Regions from separate parts of the Rattus norvegicus genome. Here region 1 is linked to region 2. The links are chromatin contacts, called in public Hi-C maps. All regions are on one chromosome and are shown on one strand. Each heading gives the region's core, a stretch centred on a gene start, on an enhancer-like site or on the middle of the called end of the contact. The rest is flanking DNA. Distances are from core to core; before and after follow the strand shown. Region 1 overlaps Coro2b (coronin 2B). Region 2 holds the start of Anp32a (acidic nuclear phosphoprotein 32 family member A).

What was found. A called contact is a pair of places that touch in the nucleus more often than the background predicts.
Region 1: a Hi-C map of liver shows a contact between it and region 2, with 7 times the contacts expected there. The contact joins the enhancer-like site here to the promoter of Anp32a in region 2. A contact is called at or near these places in 7 of 12 Hi-C or Micro-C datasets (Schwann cells, frontal cortex, kidney and 2 more).

What each region holds. Positions count from the first base shown.
Region 1 is chr8:71,796,766-71,803,911 of GRCr8, reverse strand. It overlaps Coro2b (coronin 2B), which reads left to right. Exons shown (of 12, transcript NM_001427032.1): 12 at 1-1,583. Among named protein-coding and RNA genes, the nearest start is that of Anp32a, 76 kb to the right of the region's middle. Within about 2 kb of position 5,456, at least 53 of the 93 cell types and tissues checked have an H3K27ac peak or open chromatin away from gene starts, as enhancers often do. A contact at or near this core is called in kidney and liver, where this site is marked.
Region 2 is chr8:71,719,513-71,726,094 of GRCr8, reverse strand. Anp32a (acidic nuclear phosphoprotein 32 family member A) reads right to left here and starts at 1,517. Exons shown (of 7, transcript NM_012903.2): 1 at 1,345-1,517. The coding sequence starts at 1,398.

The DNA of each region.
Region 1 (7,146 bases), core at 4,207-6,706, 74 kb before region 2:
CTGACTGGCTGCCCTTTTCCTTGCAGCCCCAAGAGCCAGGCTTCCCCTTGGCTCCCTGCAGGTGTCCTCGGAGGGACAGGAAGAGTGGGATTACATCGATTTAGAAATTGAATTTGTCCCCTGCAGAGGGGCTGCCAGGACCTATCTACACAGGAACCAGTCGCTCAGATCCCAGCATTACTTTCTGAAGCACAGTGAGGGCTGGATTGAGGGTAGAGTGCTCTGCCCACCTCCTGCCTCATTCTGCTCCCAGCTGCCCAGCAAGCTCAGCTCATCTCCACCAATGGTGAGCACCTGGCAGCTGGCCCTTCTCTTTCTGAACTCTCTCCTACCCCCCTTGTCTTCAGGGAATGAAGAGGCCGCTCTCCAAGGCCATAATGACCCTTTGCCTACCCTGTGGTTCTCTTCAAAGCTCTTTTACACCCCCTTTCCATTTAATTTGTGAAGCAGGCAGGGTAGGAAGTAGTGTCCCCACTTGTCAAATGACAGAACTGAGGGCTGCCATCAGGAAGCAAATTTATAGTCACCCAGAGGGTCAGCAGTGGACCAAGTACCCTTGGTATCCAGACCCCACGGCCAGGCCCTTCCCACTGTATTGAGATGCCAATCCCTTTGTGGGCTTCCGCCGAATGAGACCTGGAAGCCACTTCCACTGTCTGCCCAACACCAGTAGTGCCAACATGCCATACTGCCAGGTTGAGGCCCTTACACTCAGTGCCCCTGGACCCCCTGGCCTGCACTCTTTGCTCTCACTCCGTAGGGGGTGGGGGGTGAGGGGAGGGCCTCCATCTGACATGAGGCCTCTTCCTGGAAGCTGAGGCAGAGAAAGGGTAGAGTTTGGCCCTAGGGCAGGCGGAACAAGATGGCTTCCAGGGATGCTCTGCCTGTCTCCCTCCACTCCCCTCCCTTCTCACTTCCAACCCTGCTATCTCAGCCACTTTCAGCCTTACACACGCAGGATGACCACAGCCACTCCACCCACACAGCACTTTAAAGTTTCCCCAGTTGTTTGACACATAGCTCTCACCGACTCGTGCATCTGCCCTACTTTACAGTGAAGGAAACTGGGAAGTGACCCTCTCTGCACGAAGCTCTGGGATGCTGCATCTCCTTCGGTCTTTTACACACACGCTTGCTTTATCCTCTCTCCCCCTCCCCTTTTTCCATCTCCCCACCTAACACATGGAGCTCAAAAGGACTGGTGTCAGGACAGTCACGGCCATTCGGGCAGAGGAGGTGTGGGAATCTCTGTCTTTGGCTGGGATCTGCTATACATAGGACACTTCTTGCCTGCCCTTCCCATGGCCACCCTGCAAAAACTTCCCAACTGCAGAGGCCCTCCTGGGGAACGGGGAGGTGAGGTTCCCCAGCCCTGGGGTCTCTCCTCTCCAACCACGGATGCTCCCTGTTGCCAGCGTGCTGAAGCACGTTCTCCTCCTGCACCACCGTGGCTAAACTGTCGGCTCTCATCTCCCCCTCCTGGAGCTTTCTTTCTCTCATTGACCTTTGTGGTCTTCTGTGATTATTTATGCTGCCTCCCAAGGATAGAATTGAAATAAAATGTTTTGAAGTTATCAAGCCAAGGCATGGCCACGTCCTTTAGCCGCAGGGCGATCCTACATTGGTCACCTCGTGGTCTCTGTGGCCAGCTGCACCCTCATAGCTCCTCTGTCTTTCTGAAATGACAGCCACCTCTGTGCAGCTACCCTGCCACGTTCGGTTCATCTAGTACTTGTGACATCCGGGGAACAACAGTGCTTTGCTGTGGGGGCTGGCTGTCCTGTACGCTGTACACTCGTCAGTGTCCGGCCTTAACACATCAGATGTCATGGCAACTCCACCTAGCTTTGATAGACAAAAATGGCCCCCGTATTATTCAGTGCCTCTGGGGGTATCAGAATCGCCCCCAATTCGGAACTAGTGTTCTGGGGCTGGTGAGATGGCTCAGCAGGAAAAGGGACCCACCATCAAACCTGACAACCTGAGCTATAGAAGGAGAAAACAGACTCCAATTGTCCTCTGACCTTCACGTATTTGACATGGCATTCTTGTGCTCTTATATACACATATACACATATAAATATTACAATCTTTTACTTCCAAAAAAAAAAAAATTATGTAGGTGCAGTACCAACAGTGGCCAAAAGAGGTAACATCAGGCTCCCTGGAGCTGGAGTTACAGACGGTTGTGAGCCACTATGTGGGTGTTGGGAACTGAACTAGGGTCCTCTGCAAGGGCAGCCAGTGCTCTAACCATTGTGCCACCTCTCCGGCCCCATATCCCCCCCCCTTTTTTTAAATGAACTACTTCTTACAGCTATTTAAAAAGTATTTACTATGGACAAATATAGTGGCTCACACCTGTAATTCCACTCTTAGAGTCTAAAGCAGGAAGTTATCAAGAGCTCCAGCCCAGCCTGAGATATACAGTAAGACCCTGTTTCAAAAGAGGGAGAGGCACACCAAGGATGTAGCTCCGTTGGTGGGGTGCTGGTGTAGAATGCATGAAGCTCTGAATCTGATCACAGGCACGACATTAAACCAGGGGTGCCAGCACAAATTTGTAATCCTAGCATTTGGGAAGTGGGGGTAGGAAGATCAGAAGTTCAAAGTTAACCTTGGCTACCTAGGGAATTCAAGACCAGCCTGGGTTATGTAAAGACCATGTTTGTTCAGTATCTAATCCAGTGTCGTACATTGGAATAGCACTTCACAGTCTGCAAGAACTAGTCCATGAATTTGACCCTAGGTTCTAGGACTGCGCTGTGCCATGTCCAAGGTCACCAAGCCAGTGTCATGGGGAAACCAAAAGATAAGTGTTTTCTGGGTCTAGGGACAGAGGAACTGAGGGGAGTCTGCTTCGGAAGGATGCCGGGGTCTATCATGAGACCAGAAACAGTGGACACCAGTAGTCCCTCACCAAGGCAGGCCTGTCTGAGAAGAGGGTTGTCAGTCTACCAAGGGGTGCCCCAGGTAACTGAGGGAGCCAGAGGAGCCGGCACACCTTAAGTGGGGGACATCAGAGGACTGTAGGACTGGACACAGGACACTGGGCAGACGACAGTTTAAATCTCATTCTGGCCTCTTGTGGGAAATCCTGCATGTCACTCTTCCGCACGGGGCATGATTTTCCCTGTCTATGCATTATGGGGTGAGAACAATGCCCAGATCCCTTCCTAGTCAAACACGAGATTTCTGTGATGCCAGCTGCCAAGAGGATGAAAATGTCCCCGAGACCATGCATTCCCTTACGTAAGTGACACAAACAAGCTTGTCGAGGAAAAGGGAAGCATCTTGGGGCTCCTGTGAGGCCTGAAGGCAGCATTGGCCAACCGAGTTTGGACAGCCTACTCCTGCAGTTTCTGCCTCTGGATCAGTTCTCAAAGCCTAAATTTTCAGGAATTCTAAATTCACTCAGAGTCTGATCCATGTAAGCTCCTTCTCCTCAGACGTCAGGGAACACAGGGCTGTCACCTGGCTGAGACCGCCTGGGCCAGCAGGTAAATACACAGACATGCTGACCTGCCTTCTCTTCTGGCCCACCTGTCCTGACCCCAGCAGAACAGCTCTTCGGTCATTGCTTATCATGGTAAATTACCTGAGGTGAGTAGGAGCCCATTTTTCCAAACTGTATTTGTTGAGTAGTTACCTCCCATTGGTTCCTTATGTGTCCTCAAATTTGTCATATGCTGCGCTGGGGGTGTAGCTCAGTAGAGTGCTCGCCTAGAATGCTGGAAACCCTGAGTTCTGTCCCCATCACGACATACATCAGGCATGGTAGCGTATGCCCGCAATCTCAGCGCGTAGGAGGTGGAGGCACAAGGTCCAGAAGTTTGCGAATATCTTTGACTATATAGTGAGTTCAAGGCCAGCCTGAGCTACACGAGACATTGTCTTAAAAAAGAAAAAAAACAAACAAACAAACTTATGCTATGCTATCTTTTACTTCTAGTCTTGTATGCTGGTCTCTCCGCCAGTGCTGACTCAACCCTCCACACAGCTTTAATCACTTAAAGATGGGGATGGGAGGAAGCCCTCCATGACTCTGAACCATCTCTATTGACATGCTTCCACCAGATGTCATTCTTGCTTTTTCCCCAGGTAAAGATGTCATGGGATAAATTTCAGATCCTTCTTTTCTATGAATAAACCTTTTATGTCCCTACAGGCAAGGGTACCTCTCCCAGTTCTAACTCCTGTCCTTTTGAAACCTGACTGGATTTCCAACTTAGTTTAGCACATCCAAGTATCTGGATAACTGAGTACCAAGCTGAGCCTCAGGAATGCCAGTCATATCTATCTGTGGCATCCAGCCACCCGCAGGACACAGAGCCCTGATCCTGGAGGGGTTTCACTCTGGGATGGGTTCAAGGTGGGGTGGACATCAGTCTGGGGAGATGGCTGGCTCCTGAGCTGACTTCCAGCCAGTCTCCTGAGATCTCAAGATGGGTTCAGGCATTTTTAGACTCCTAGCTCTGGGCAGGCATCCAAGACTGTCAGCAGACCCATGCAGAACCTGGCTGCTTCCTCACTGTGCGAAATGATTTCATCCTGAAAACAACCCCCAGCCCTGCCCTGCCTTCCAGCTTGGAAGAACGAAGATGCCATGGCAGGGGTATGTAGCAGTGGCAGACACTTGACCTTGGCCAGGAAGAATTACGAGATCCACTAGAGCCCGTACTGCAGAGGGAGGAAGAGTGGTGTGTGTGTGTGTGTGTGTGTGTGTGTGTGTGTGTGTGTGTGTGTGTACCCCTGCCCCCTGCTGGATAACAACTGAAGGTCCCAGTTCTGGAGAATGTTTCCTATTTTGAAATAAGCTGCAGCTTGCTAATCAATCCAGTAACAAGCACAATGTTATTCAGACCCCTTCCCTGACACCTGACACTTGGCTTCACTGTCTGGCAGCACTGTCCCTTTAGGTTATCCATTGTCTTCCCAGAGCACCAGAACACTGCGCCCAAGACACGCGCGCGCGTGCGCACGCAGACACACACACACACACACACACACACACACACACACACACACACACACACACACGATGCTAACCAATCGAACCTAAATGGGATGGGAGACGGGAGCTGAGGAGGCAGGTCTTAGATTTCAAGGTCATAGTGATCACCCAAAGATCCAAAGACCAGAAAGAATTTGCTAGAAACTTGAACCTATCCAGCAGGTGGCAGATTACAGCTCTCTACTGTTCTAAGCTGGGCGCCTTCTGCCATCTCCCATCCAACCCCTGAATGAATTACACAGACCAGGTGAAGCAGGTCTAGCAAGGATCTGAACCACCCATGCATGAGGGAGGGAGGGTCTCTGAAAGTCCTCAGGCTCCAAGCCTGGGAGGACAGCATTCTGAGAGCGGCCAGAGGAGGGCGCTCACCTCACCCTTCGGCAGATTCCGCGGTCTTTGCCAGCAGCGTGCCTGCTTGCCTGAGAGCTGGAAGAAGCCTGAGGCAGGCTTCTCGACTCAGCAAGGTTCTGACCTGCTCGGTGACCTTGAGCAAGGTTCCCACAGGGACAATGACAAGGAGGGGCCGTTTCTGCCCAGAGAATCTGCATTTCCACGAGGTTTGGGGCAGAGCGGGAAAGAGACGAGGAGGGCAGAAAGGAGCTGAAGGAGGAGCCAGGGGTCCATGCAGACCCTGGCGGCTGGGGGGCCACCGCCTAGCCCAGTCCTGGAGCTCGCTCGCTCAAGCCTACGCAATCTCCAGGAAGCTGCTGGTGAAGGAAACAGAAGCAGTCCTCCCCAGCCCTCTGCCTCCCGCCCCGGAAAACAAAAAACCTCCAGGGCCAGAGGTGAAGGTGGAGACCGCTGGGGAGGCTGTACTTCTCTCTGGTGAGAAGCGGAGGAAGGGCCTGGAGTGAACTGATACTGGTTTCGCTACTTCAACCGACCGGAGGGGATTAAAGGGCAGAGACACCAAGTCCAGCTCCGGAGCTAGTGGCCTGGATAATGGTGAGGGAGCGAGAGCATACTGAGCTATGGAATTGACCTTTATTGAGGGAGAGAGAGGGCAAGGGACACGTTAGGAGAATGCTGGACACCGGAGCTAGAGGTGAGGTGATCCTTACTATGACCATCCAATTTAGCAAAACCCAAGGGAGGAGACAGTCTTAGGAAACTGCAGTGTTTCTCTGTGCCGTAAGACCAGACGTAAAACATTTGCCAGGCACTTTTTTCTCCCTGAGAGACGGGGTGCAAAGTTTCTTGGAGCCCAAAGTGTCTTTGAACTCAAACAATAGCTGAAGATAACTTTGAACCTCTTTTTTTTTTTTTTTTTTTTTTTTTGTTCTTTTTTTCGGAGCTGGGGACTGAACCCAGGGCCTTGTGCTTCCTAGGTAAGTGCTCTACCACTGAGCTAAATCCCCAGCCCAACTTTGAACCTCTTGATCCTTCTGCTGATCCTCCTAGTGCTGACACTATTTGCATGAGCCACCACACCTGACTTGCCCGAGATCCACTCCCTGGGCTTCATGCTAGACCAACACCCTACCAACTGAGTTACCCTAACTGTGCTGGCTAGTTTTATTATGGAGAGACCTGTGCTGCCCCTTGGGGCTTCCTAGCAGTATAATTAGAAAGGTCCTTTATACTTTACAGGTCTCCTTCCCTAACATCATCCCCCGTCGACTTCTCATATGCCTGAATTTCACAGTTCCCAAAACAATCATTTGCAAAAACTAATAAATTCTTTTTCTTTGCCTACTGGGTTTTGGAGACATTTTCATAAAAAATTTATTTAGTCAGATGCTCCTCAAATGTCCCCTGCACTCGAAACTCTCCTCAGTGCTTCAACTGAGGAATAGGATGACTCAATTCTTGGTCTCAGAGAGAGTACAGTGTAGTGTATAATTCATATAGAGATTGCAGTCTGGCATAGAACCCAAGTGCGTATGCAGAACTTGTGTGCAAGGTCTAAGACAGTAAGGACTGTCTCCGCATGAGGGGAAATGGTCTGTGTCTGCAAGGCTGGAGAGATGGCTAAGAGGCCAAACCACTTGGAAAGGATTCCAGTTCTGTTCCTAGCATCATGGTGCTATGGCTCACAATCTGATGCCTCCTTCTGCTGGCCTCTGTGGACACACACACACACACACACACACACACACACACACACACGGCATGCTCTTAAACTGACACAC
Region 2 (6,582 bases), core at 268-2,767:
TTCGAGTCACCCACCCACCCTCACTTCCCCTTGCAGTGGGCTAGCGCCCAGCCTCCCCGTTCCCACCGGTGTAAGTTTCCTCCTGCCATACTCCCGCCGCTGCCCAATCCATAACGGCTACGGTCAGACGAACTGCCCATCCCAGAGCTGCGTGCCAGCCGTGCCCGCAAGAATGTAGACTGGGTCGGTCCCCACAGCGGCACCAGCTCTGGGCAGCTCGGGTTCTGATAAAGTTTCCCGTGCCCATTTATTAACCAAGCGCCGAATGGCTGCCAGGGAGCCCACCCCAAGAGAAGAAGGGACCGAGAAGGTGGGGTGTCTGGTGCCGATGAGGCGTCAGGGTGCCAAGGCTGGCATCTGGGTTGTGAGCCGGGGGCCAGAATGGGACGCAGCCTCCGGGCAACTTACATTAGCGACGCTCGTGGTTGGGGAGGCGCGAGGATTATCTGAGCATTTGCACACTCCACAATCCCTCCCCCTTTTCTAAGGTACCCCCCTCCCTTTCCGCGAGGAAGAAGGGAGAAAAGACAGCATCTGGCCCAAAGGTGGGGTGGAAAGAGTGAGAGAGAAAGGAGAAGGAAGGCAGGCAGAGAAAGGGAGGGAGGGAGAGAAAGGGCGCGTTCACGAACACGACAAAGTTACAAATATGGCTCCCCACCTCTCGCCTCATCCCCGCAGAGAAACGAAGACGCGCTTTAAACTCGAGCCATCTCCCAACTCCGCAGCAGTCGGGTCCCCACGCGCTCTCCCCGGGGGCCTCGGGCTACATTGATCAGAAACTATACCGGACTCGCGAAGCCCAAAACTTATTGTGTGCGAGCGAGCGAAAGAGACGGCAAAGGGAGGGGGCAGGCGCGGGAGGGGGCGGAAAGGGGGTTACGCTTCTAAAATATAACACCCCCTTTTTGTTGTTTAATCCAGGAGGCAGCCCATCTTCTCCTCCCCTCGATCATCTTTTCCATCCAGATGCGCGTCGTGGGAGCTCGGACGAGGGTGAGATCGCCGTCTTCCCTCCGACCCGAACGCGTGCGCCCCGCCGGCCCCCCGCTGGGTGCACACTCGCACGCACACCCTCGCACCCATACCCGCACACGCGGGAGCACACGCACAGGTAGTCAGTCACACACCAAGGGCAGCAGCGACGGCGGACGAAACATGCTCCGATGGCATTGCACACCCCCCCCCCCGCCATCCAACCTTGCAATTCATTTGCATTCAGACCCCAAACCCCACATCTCCCCCGAGCCCCCCTCCATAAAAAAGTGCCTTCCCCCAAAACACACACGCACACATAACACAAAGTAGGAGAATGGACCGACAGAGATATTTTTGGCAAATGCTCACATCAGAGGGCGTCCTGTTCCGCAGCTCTAAATAAATCCGTTTGTCCATCTCCATCTCTCGCGCTCTCTCTTTCTGCAGAGGATCCTGCGCCAGCGGAATTCAATCAATAAACCCCGAACCCACGGCCGCGCGTTTTAGGACTTTGAAGGCTCAACCAGCTCCGCTCGGTTCTCGAGCCCCCAGCACCCGCGGCGCACACTAACCTGATCGCCGTAGAGGCGGGACCTGCGGCTCCTGCGTGGAGCGGCGGCAACAGGAGCCAATCGAGTGGGGAGGCTCCGCATGCCAGCCAATAGTGGTGGTAGCGGCGGGGGGCAGGGTCCAATGGGCGGCCTGCGCAGCGGGCCAGGGAGGCTCAGCCATTTGGCTGTGGTGCCGGAGACGGACCCCCTTAGATACCCGAGCAGCCGAAGAGGAGCGCGGCTGCACCTTGGTGGTTGCGCACGGGGGGCGGGAGGGAAGGCAGGGCAGGTGCGTGGACCTGAAGGTTCGTGGCCGGGGGCGGGGCCGCAGGTGCGTGGACACGGGAGGGGCGGGGTCCTTGCGGGGGCATCCTCTGGGTGCTGGGCGGGCGGACGAGGCCTGGGGCGCGCGGGCGCAAGGCAGGCCCAAGGAGGGCGCGCATTTTTGGAGCGCACGAAGGACAAATCCCACCCCCCCACACACACACATACCCCGGGGTGCCCACCTTGGCACAACCCCTCACTCCGGGTCTACTCCCATCCCCGCAATTAAATAATCAAGTCTAAGTGCGTGACGCTCCCACCTCCGGAGGAGCGAGGGCGCGATCTCGACCCCAGAAGCTTGGCGGTCTGGTGTCCTGCCTTAAAAGAAGCAATTCCCCGAGAGCCACCGGGATATCTTGTGTAGGGCGATTAATGAATGGAAAGACCGCAGATGCAGAACTGTATAAAATATTTAAAAAGTGGAAAAGGAAGGTGCTGGGAACTGCTGATTCTCAGAGCCCAACATAATTGACGGGCTTTATAGGTTTTTTTGAGATAGAGCTTTGCACGTTTCATTCTAATCGTCCACCAGAGTCGTTTGGTTGGATCTGAGTTGCCAAGGAGTCGCTAACTGGGGCACTTAGTCCAGGTCTTCCAGTTGCTTTGGGTTTTGTTTTTGTTCGACTACGTTACGTTTTTAAAGAAACCTTTACAACCCTGGTTCCCACTGGGTTTCCAGCTTCTTGTAAGCAGCCCTAGGACCTCATTACTACGTGGATGTCTGTAGCTGTGGACAAATCACGGGATACATGTTTAATTTCATCCACACAACTTTATCATAGTGTCTTTTTTCTCTTCGTCTACACTCTCACGCAAACATCCCCAAAATAATTCTATCATTTTGGATACATTAGAACTGAACATTTTATTCAGTTAGTTCTTTAGATCAAACAATAAATGGATTTGAAAGCTGATAAATGTTTATTCTAAGTAGCTGGGAGTACAAAATTAAAACATGTCATCGGGTAACTATGTAATTTCTATAGGTTGTTCATCTAACATTTCGTATCCTTAGATTTTTGTTAATTTTTACAAAGGCTGTGTAACTGGAATTTTTCAATTGTGTTGGTTCCTTTTAAAAACACAAAGAACCCCAAATTACCTCTTTGCCAATGTGTCAGTTCATGTTTCTGGATATGATAACGTTTTTAAAGCAATAATAGCTTTTCATCACAAATATTTTAAGAGGGTGTAGTGTACAAAATCTGTATAGCAGGAGTCTTGAAGTTCATGTTCTTTTGGATGGTAAATGCTAATTTGTTTCTTTTTTTTTTTTGGTTCTTTTTTTTTGGAGCTGGGGACCAAACCCAGGGCCTTGCGCTTCCTAGGCAAGCGCTCTACCTCTGAGCTAAATCCCCAGCCCCACTAATTTGTTTCTTTTTTTTTTTTTTTTTGGTTTTTTTTTTTTTTTTTTCGGAGCTGGGGACCGAACCCAGGGCCTTGTGCTTCCTAGGTAAGCGCTCTACCACTGAGCTAAATCCCCAGCCCACTAATTTGTTTCTTAAACACTGAATCATAGCTGAGGTCCCTGCTGTCAGTGCTGTGAGAGAGTCCTTTTCAAGGAGTAACTCAAAATCCATTGAAGCAAAGAGGTGTCCATTCTACTACCTCTGCTAAGTAGAAGCCAATAGCTCAAGTGACAGGAACAGAAGAAAATTACTTGGAATCCCAACCCCACATACACCTCCCCTTAACAGAGAATATACAGAAATAAAATTATAAAAATCCAGAAGTTGGGGTTGGGGATTTAGCTCAGTGGTAGAGCGCTTGCCTAGGAAGCGCAAGGCCCTGGGTTCGGTCCCCAGCTCCGAAAAAGAACCAAAAAAAAAAAAAAAAAAAAAATCCAGAAGTTGAGCTAGAGAGATGGCTCAGTGGCTAAGAGCACTGACTGCTCTTCCAGAGGTCCTGAGTTCAAATCCCAGCAACCACATGGTGCCTCACAACCATCTGTAATGGAATCTAATGCCCTCTTCTAGTGTGTCTGAAGATAGTGTACTCATATAAATAAAATAAATAAATCTTTTCTTAAAAAGCAGAAGTTTCATGTGAAGAGAAACCAGAGTACTAGAGACTAATTAGAATAGGAAAAAAAAAAAGAAGAAAGAAAGAAGAAAAAAAAAAAAAAACAGTGACCCAATCACTGACAGTATTCTGTATAACTTGTTTGTGGAGCATCTTCCTTTTACAAATTTTGAATAACAGCTTTTGCATTTAGTGCCACAAAACTGAAAGATGCTTTCACTGGATGTCGGTCAGTATAGAAGCTGAACTATGAAAGGACTTTGAGTATTGCCCAATTGCTAGAGGAAGAAAGTTCCTCTTGTAGTTTGTCTAAGAAAGTTTTAATAGGACTTTGGTGGTTTTATTAGGAAACAGGAAGACAGCTCAGCTATTTGCCCTATAAGACTATATGTGTGTGTGTGTAATTATTATTTACAGGGATATTAAATTATGTTTTATTGTATATCTTAGTAGTTAGGCACTGCTCCCAATTGATCTGCATTTCGGGGAAGTAGTCAGAGAAGCCCGAACTCTCCTGGAAGAATTTTTATATGGCCTGGAACAGGTGCAGTTCCTTACTGCAGACTGAACCCACAACAGACTTTAGATGGCGAGGAATAGACAGTCTGCGGCAGGGTTTGATTCCAGCTGGGAATTAATGAGATGCAAATCAAGTTTTGAGCCTTGATTTGAGAAAGGGGTGGGCTTCAAGTAAGAAGGGCACCTTCAGTATCCATCCCAAACTAATGAGCAGCCTGTTCCCAAAGATAAGAGCCATGGGTGTCTTTAGCCTCCGTGTGTCTTGAAGGCTTTATTTTTATTTATGTGTATTGTGTGCACAAAAGTGCAGTTGCCCAAGGAAGCTAGACGAGAATGTTGGGTCCTTCTGGAGTTCCAGGAACTTGTGAACAGACATAGGTGTTGGGACCTGAGCTCTTGTCCTCTGCAAGAGCAGCAAGTGTTCTTACCTACTGAGCCATCTCGACCATGCCCAACATGGTGAGAAGTCTTGTTTTTAGAAATAACCACACCATCACTGCTGTTTTAGCTCGGGAGTCCTTGGTTCAGTCTCTGAAGATGGTGGCCCTTTGGTTTTTATTGGTCAAGCTAATGAATGCACAGTTCAACTTCATTCTTCAGCTTGAAGCATCTAGACTGGAACCCAGCCATAACCCTCTTCCGCTTACACTAGAGCTTGGCTGCCTGGGTCCCAGAGACAATGACATGGAAAGGCTCCAGCTTGCCTGTGTGCTCTTCTGTCCTTACATATAAATAGCTTTTAGAAATGTAGATTATTCTTTTGAAACCCATGGTAACAATGTGAGGATGTCTGCATTTTGATTTGAATAGCAAAGGAATGTTCAAGTCCAAAATCTAAAAAGCTACTCATAGTTTTCTATTGCTTAATGAAGCATTGGACTTTTTTTTAAGTGTGTATTACATTTATTTTTGTGTGCTGCTGGGGGCATGTGCTACTTCACATGTCTGAAGATCAAAGGACAACATTCAGGAGTCAGCCTTCCTACCTGGTGGGGCCCAGAGATTGAAATCAGGTCATCAGACTTGGCACCTTTACCCATTGGACCATCTGTCTAGCCTGGGTGACATTTTTAAAAAATGCTTTAATGATTGAATAGTTATCTTGTTAACGAGTTGGTCATGGAGAAAAAGTACTAACCAAAAATAGTTATTACAGGTCACTTAAAAAAATAACATGGTGACTCATGCCTGTAATCGCAATGAGTTTGAAGCACCCTGGGCTATTGGGTAACTGTTTCAGTAAGTCAAGCATGATAGCCTATGCCTGTCGGTCCATGGAAGTAGGAGCAGACTGGGCTCCCTAAGACTGTTTATTAAGTTAAGTAGGGCTGGAGAAGTGGCTCAGCAATTGAGAACTCAGGTCGCTCTTCCAGGGAACTTGGGCTCAGTTCCCAGCACCCATGTGGCAGTTATAACTGTTAGAACTCCACTTCCAGGGGATCTAAGGCTGGCCTCCAAGGGCATCAGGAACACACATGGTACACAAACATCCATGTAAAACACCCATACATATACAAAACTTTAAAATAAAATATGGCTATTAAAAAAAGTAAGACAGGAGGCATGGCTCAACAGCTCAGAGCAACTGTTATTCTTGCATAGAACCTGAGCCAAGTTGTCAGCACTTACGTGGTGGCTCACAACCGTCTGTAGCTCCAGTTGCAGGGGATTTGATGCCCCGTTCTAATTTCTCTGAGTACCAGGCACATGTGGTGCGTATACATACATGAAGACAACTACTACATGAATAGATCTTAGAAAGTGGGCAAAGTGATACGTACCTACAATCCAGTACTCAGAACATATGAGCAGGATGGTCAGAAGTTCAGGGTCGGGCTGGAGAGATGGCTCAGTGGTCAAGAGCACTGACTGTTCTTCCAGAGGTCCTGAGTTCAAATCCCAGCAACCACATGGTGCCTCACAACCATCTATAATGAGATCCGATGCCCTCTTCTGGTGTGACTGAAGACAGCTACAATGTACTTTTTTTTTTTTTTACAATGTACTTATATATAATAAATAAATCTTTAAAAAAAAGTTCAGGGTCATCCTTTGCTACCTAGTGAGTTTGAGGCTAGCCTGGGCTACATGCTACATGAAACATTCAAGAAAACAATAGCAAAAAGACAATGGAGGGACTGCAGAGATGGCTAAGTGGTTAAGTTATAAGTGGTTGCTCTTATAAAGGACT